2 separate regions of the Rattus norvegicus genome follow, and region 1 is linked to region 2. A link is a contact called in public Hi-C data. All regions are on one chromosome and are shown on one strand. Each heading gives the region's core, a stretch centred on a gene start, on an enhancer-like site or on the middle of the called end of the contact. The rest is flanking DNA. Distances are from core to core; before and after follow the strand shown.

Region 1 (2,700 bases), core at 1-2,500, 33 kb before region 2:
GGCTCCATCTAGCTCTGTGGATTGGTGATCAGAGCCTATGCTGCCCTCACCTTCTGCCTCTTCACCCTCTGTGGACTGGGGAGCTACAGGCTCTGCTGCCCCGGCTGCTGCTTCTTCCATAGGCCCATCTCCTAAGCGCCCCTGCAATTCCTCTTGTGCTTCTGCCTCCATATTCGCAGCCCCCTCTGTGGGGAGCCCCACCCCAGCCTCCTCCTGTCCTGCTTCCTCTCCAGAACTGAACTCTGGCCTCTCTTCTGGCCCCTCAGCCCCTCCCGGAGGAAGGGTGCCTGCTGCATGTGGGCCCTCCTCTTCCTCCCCGGGCCCTTCGACATCCCCGGGTGGAGCTGACTCTGCAGCTGAGGAATTGGACAGGCTAGCTTCGGATTCGGAGCCCTGGCCGTTGGCAGTGGAAGGGGCCCCTGCAGGAGGCTGCTCGAAGCTCTCAGCCTCCCTGCCGTCTGGGTAGTGAAGGAGTAGGTTCTTGTCTCCAGGGGCCGCATCTGCATAAAGCGCCCTTTCTTTCTCCTCTAGACTTGCGTCTCCAGCAGAGAAATGATTCTCCAACAAATTGCCAACATCTTCCGTGCCACCCGAAGCAGAGACTTGCAGTTCTAAATGGTTAGAACATGATTGGTCAGTTCACAGGGTTGGCACCGCCCTGTTTCTCAAGAGTCTACGTCAATCTAGCTCCCGCTGCAGGAAGCGCCATATGTGCCTGGTTGTCCAGTGTTAGGCCTCCCAACTCGGGTCCTCTGGATCACCTGCCTCCCTCCATGCCTGTAGGGTCTCCAGAGTAGGGCGTAAAGGATTGACCTGCCGTCCACCACTAAGGGTGTTAGTTTCTGTAGTAACCCAAGAGCTGCCAAGTGACCCTGACCTTCAAGTCTTCCCCCCTGGGTCCTAATGACTATATATGGAGAGAAACTTGGGTGAGCCCTTCCAGCCCTTCCTCAACCTTGGAGCAGGCGTGGCACGTGCCACCTGGCTCCTGAGGAGATATTCCAAGATGGGACAAATGTGAGTTCATTCCATTCCCTGTCAGTTCCTAGAGTCATTAACCAGCAAGCTTTTTATACTACTATCGGCGAAGGAGTGAAAACAGGTGCTCGTAGACCAGATAATCTTAGGTTACAAGGCAGAGTACTTAGGGGATTACTTGTGGCTCTCAGCTTTGTCAAGTCACACATCTAACCCTGTCCCCTTAAGGGCAGGCATTTGCTGGCCTCCCTGCCTCAGATTAGAGGAAACAGGGCCTGAGGAGGAGGCATCCCAAGTGGGCAGGGCCTGGGCTTCCTAGTGGCCTCAGCCAACCCCTTCTGAGGGGATCCCCTTCTAAGGTCCTGCAACTGTACCCACAGTGCAGAGGGCACAGGGAGAACAGAACAACAGGGGCCCAGTCCACGACAGAGACGGCCACCGAGGGTCAAGACGGATATTTTTGGAAAATGGGGTACGAAGCAAAGCTTGGGCCTAGCCCTTCTGATCTTCTCTCCCAAACTGGGATCTGCTTAAAGAGGAGGCCTGCAGAGAAAACTGCAACCCCACGGGAATAGGGTGGGATGTGGGCTCCTCGCTTCAGTGTGGCTAAGACCTCTCTCTCCACCTCTGTGCTGGCAAAGGCACCCCCTCTTAGACTAAGCCTAGTGCGTGCAGGGCCTCCTTCACTGAGGTAAAAACTCTTCATCTCTAGGTGCCTCAGTCCTTACCAGCTCTCAAAAGGCAGGGGCACTCTCCAGCCTTCAGGGATGGCTGTTTACTCATTAGCTCCCATGATTAGCCAACCTGTGCCAGCCTCTGAAGGATGGGAAGCTCTGGGGCACTTATTATAGAGGAGCCCTATATAAAAATGTGTAAAACTTTACCCCAAGCACGCGAGTGTACGTGGCCATTCATGAGCTCACTCATCCTGTCTGGAAGATTCTAAACCTAAATTGGTGATGGTCTTTGCTTTGCCACAGACACATACACGGTCACCATGTGACTAGAAGGTGACCAGAACACAGAGATGCCAACTCCTGGTCCATGATGTATTCAGGGGATACAGGAACCTTCTGACGGGAACCCAGCCCCTGCTATGTTTATTCCCTTTCCAGGATTATGAACCTGGCTCCTGGGTAGGAGAATTTGCGTTTTAATTGTGTGTTCCCAGTGTGTATGACCCTCGGGTGCCCTAGAGGAAGTTCTAGAAGAAGTCTGCATTTACATGTAGGTACCAGTAAGAATTCCCAGTCCCTTGGTCACAGCAGGGGGAGTTAAACATCACTTGCCCCAACTCCTTCCCCTGCGTTTCTAGCTCCCTAGTCCCTGAGAAGAATCTGTGGCAGGAATTTGGTTTAACCTAAGGAGACTGACAGTCCTCTGGGCAGCAAGATGTATAAATATGTGGGAGAAACAGTCATAATTATTTACCACGCCAGGCAATAGGAAACATCTCGGTCTCACATAAGACTTAGAGTGACCTGCTTCTGGTAAACAAGTATTACTTATGTCTCTTTTATAGCTGAGATTAACATTCTGGGTCCTTCCGGTGTCACATAGCTAATAACAGACTGAGGACTTTTGGAAAGGCCTAACCTCTAATCAGGGCTATCACTACTCAAATTGTGGCCCAGAAACCAGCTTCTTCCTCAGCATTGCCTCAGAACTCTCTGGAGACAGAGAGCTCGGGCCACTGACGCACGGATCAGTAATACCCAGGTG
Region 2 (2,700 bases), core at 107-2,606:
TCAATTGGAGACATGAACACTCATTCCAGTATGTTTCCACCATGACAAGCTACCCTCACCAGATACCCATGGACCATAAATTTCCAGAACCATAAGCCAAAACAAACCTTTCTTTACCTCTGAGGTAGTTTGCATGTGATGTCTCTTATAGTCTCTGGTATTTGAATACTTGGTCCCAGTTGGTGGCACTGTTTGAGAAGGATGAAGAAGTGTGGCCTTGAAGAATCAGGCAATGGTAGCCAGCTTGGAGGTTTAAAAGTCACATGCTGGGGTTGGGGATTTAGCTCAGTGGTAGAGCGCTTGCCTAGGAAGCGCAAGGCCCTGGGTTCAGTCCCCAGCTCTGGAAAAAAAAAAAAGTCACATGCCATTCCCAGTTCAATCTCTTTTTCTGAGCTTATTATGGTTCAAGATGTAAGCTCTCAGCCTCTGCTCCAGCCACCTCACCTGCTGCCTGTTGCTATGCTTCCCCACCAGGATGAACTCTCATCCTTCTGTGCCATGGTCATGGTATGTTATCACAGCAATAGAAAAGTAACAAAGGCAGTTCCTTCAGTAACCAGTGTCAGGTTTTGCTATACTATGGGTAGCTGATGAATACAGAACCCTAACTCTAACCATCCTCCTGAGCTCAGGCCTGGATGGTCTACTTTATGAGCTACCATGTCCAGCACCACCCACAATCTTTTTCTTGGGCTCATGTATGGTGGTCGGTGATCCTACACACATCGGGTTGGTGAGTGGTGAGAAGTTAATCTGGCAAGTGATAGCCTTGGACAAAGGCTGGTTATGACAATAGGGTCGAGTCACAGCAGTATAGGCTTTTGGGAAGCTGAGGACTAAGGAAATTAAACTTTTACAAACACGCGGCCTCGGTTCCCTCAACAAGGGTTTCCTTCTCTGCCCCCCTTTTTTTCTCTTCACTTTCACACAGCTGCTCTTCCTAAAGTGGTCTCGTGATGAAACTGCCACTTTGCTAATGGTGAAAATGCCTAGAACGGGGATTGAAGATGCACACAAGATAGCAGGTAGAACCTGTCTCCTTGGTTGTTAAATGAGTTAGGAACTTTACAGAATTGCTATTTTAAAAAAACAAAAACAAAAACAAAAACAAAAAACACTTTGAGATCTCAGGTAGTCCAGGCTGCTCTAAACTCATTGTGTACCTGGGGCTAGCCTTAAACTCCCGATTCTACTGAGTCTATCTCCCAAGGGTTGCCGTTACAAGCATGTGTCATACCAAGCCTCCCTGCTGTCTGTCTGTAACTGAAACGGTCTTGTCATGTTGCCTAGGCTGATCAAGATTCTCTTGCTTTGGCTTCCCAAGTACTGAGATTAGCCATGTAACACCACACTGGCTCCTTTCATTTAATTTTAACCCACATACTTGTTAAGAGCACAGGTCATGCTGGGCAGGGTAGTGGTGCACACCTAAAGCTCTCAGGAGTTTGGGGACAGCCTGTACTACAGAGTGAGTTCCAAGACAGCCAGGGCTACACAGAGAAATCCCGTATCAAACCCTACCCCACCCCACCCCACCCAAAAGAAAAAAGAATATGGGTCATGACTGCGGCACACTAACTTAACACCTAGGGTGAAGAACAGTGGTGGCAGAAGCAGGGTGTGGAGACAATGTGAAAGGCCACACGGCCCAGCAAGCTGAGGGCCGGAATGTTATGGTTCCTGCCACAGTGTCTGTAGCTTGGTCTATCCTGGGCAGCTGACTTGGTAGGCTCTGAGGCTCAAACATTCCTCAAGGACCCAGGAAACTGTCAGACCTTAACTTAGGCAGCATTTGACTTTGCATCTGTTCCACATTCCAAGGGTGGGGGGATGCCAGGGGCATGGGGTGAGGGTGGGGGAATAGGGTCTCAAGTATCCCGGGCTAGTCTCAAACGATGTTGTCATGAGTAGCCTTTGACTCCTGGTCCTCCCATCTCCACACCCACATCCTGAGAGTGTAAGTGGAAGCCACCCTGCCCAGTTTTGGCATCTTTTACTACGCCATGGCACAAGTGTGGAGGACAGTGAACAACTTTGGTGAGTCAGTTCTCTCCTTTCACCATGAGTCCTGAGGACTGAACTGAGGTCATCAGGCTTCGTGTAACACTTTTACCCACTAAGCTACCTCATCCAAACTTGGGGATTTTTTTTTTAAGAGTCTCTCATTGAGTATGGTGGAGTACACCTGTAATCCTGGCACTCAAGAGACAGGTGAATCTCTGTGAGTTCAAGACCAGCCTGGTGAGCTCCAGAATAGTTAGGAAGACAGAGTGATCCTGTCACGGGGTTGGGGGTGGGAGTTAGGGGGGAGCATCTGTCTCATACTGTATCTCAGCCCCGCTTAAAACCTTACTATGTAGTCCAAGTTGCCTCAAACTTATTCTAGCAATATTCCTGCCCCAGTCTCCTGAATACTGAGAGTACAAGTGTGAGCTACAACTAAGAGCTACTAAGTAAGAGCTACTACTAGCACTTACTAAAAGGACAATCCTATCGGTCTTGGTAACTACAGATCATCAATCTTAGAAGACATCAAATTCAGCTGGAGAGATGGCTCAGCAGTTAAGCGCACTGACTGCTCTTCCAGAGGTCCTGAGTTCAATTCCCAGCAACCACATGGTGGCTCACAACCATCTGTAATGGGATCTGATGCCCTCTTCTGGTGTGTCTGAAGACAGCTACAATGTACTTACATATAAT

Evidence for each region. Hi-C and Micro-C count contacts between places; a contact is called where the count stands out from the background.
Region 1: a Hi-C map of psoas muscle shows a contact between it and region 2, with 3 times the contacts expected there. The contact joins two enhancer-like sites. A contact is called at or near these places in 11 of 12 Hi-C or Micro-C datasets (the A7r5 cell line, the Rat2 cell line, Schwann cells and 6 more) and 1 of 1 datasets of contacts at active chromatin or transcription factors (oligodendrocytes).

Annotation. Positions count from the first base shown.
Region 1 is chr10:11,563,986-11,566,685 of GRCr8, reverse strand. Srl (sarcalumenin) reads right to left here. Exons shown (of 7, transcript NM_001371633.1): 2 at 1-611. Among named protein-coding and RNA genes, the nearest start is that of Srl, 25 kb to the right of the region's middle. Within about 2 kb of position 1,250, at least 4 of the 93 cell types and tissues checked have an H3K27ac peak or open chromatin away from gene starts, as enhancers often do.
Region 2 is chr10:11,531,262-11,533,961 of GRCr8, reverse strand. No RefSeq gene overlaps it. Among named protein-coding and RNA genes, the nearest start is that of Srl, 7.8 kb to the left of the region's middle. Within about 2 kb of position 1,356, at least 2 of the 93 cell types and tissues checked have an H3K27ac peak or open chromatin away from gene starts, as enhancers often do.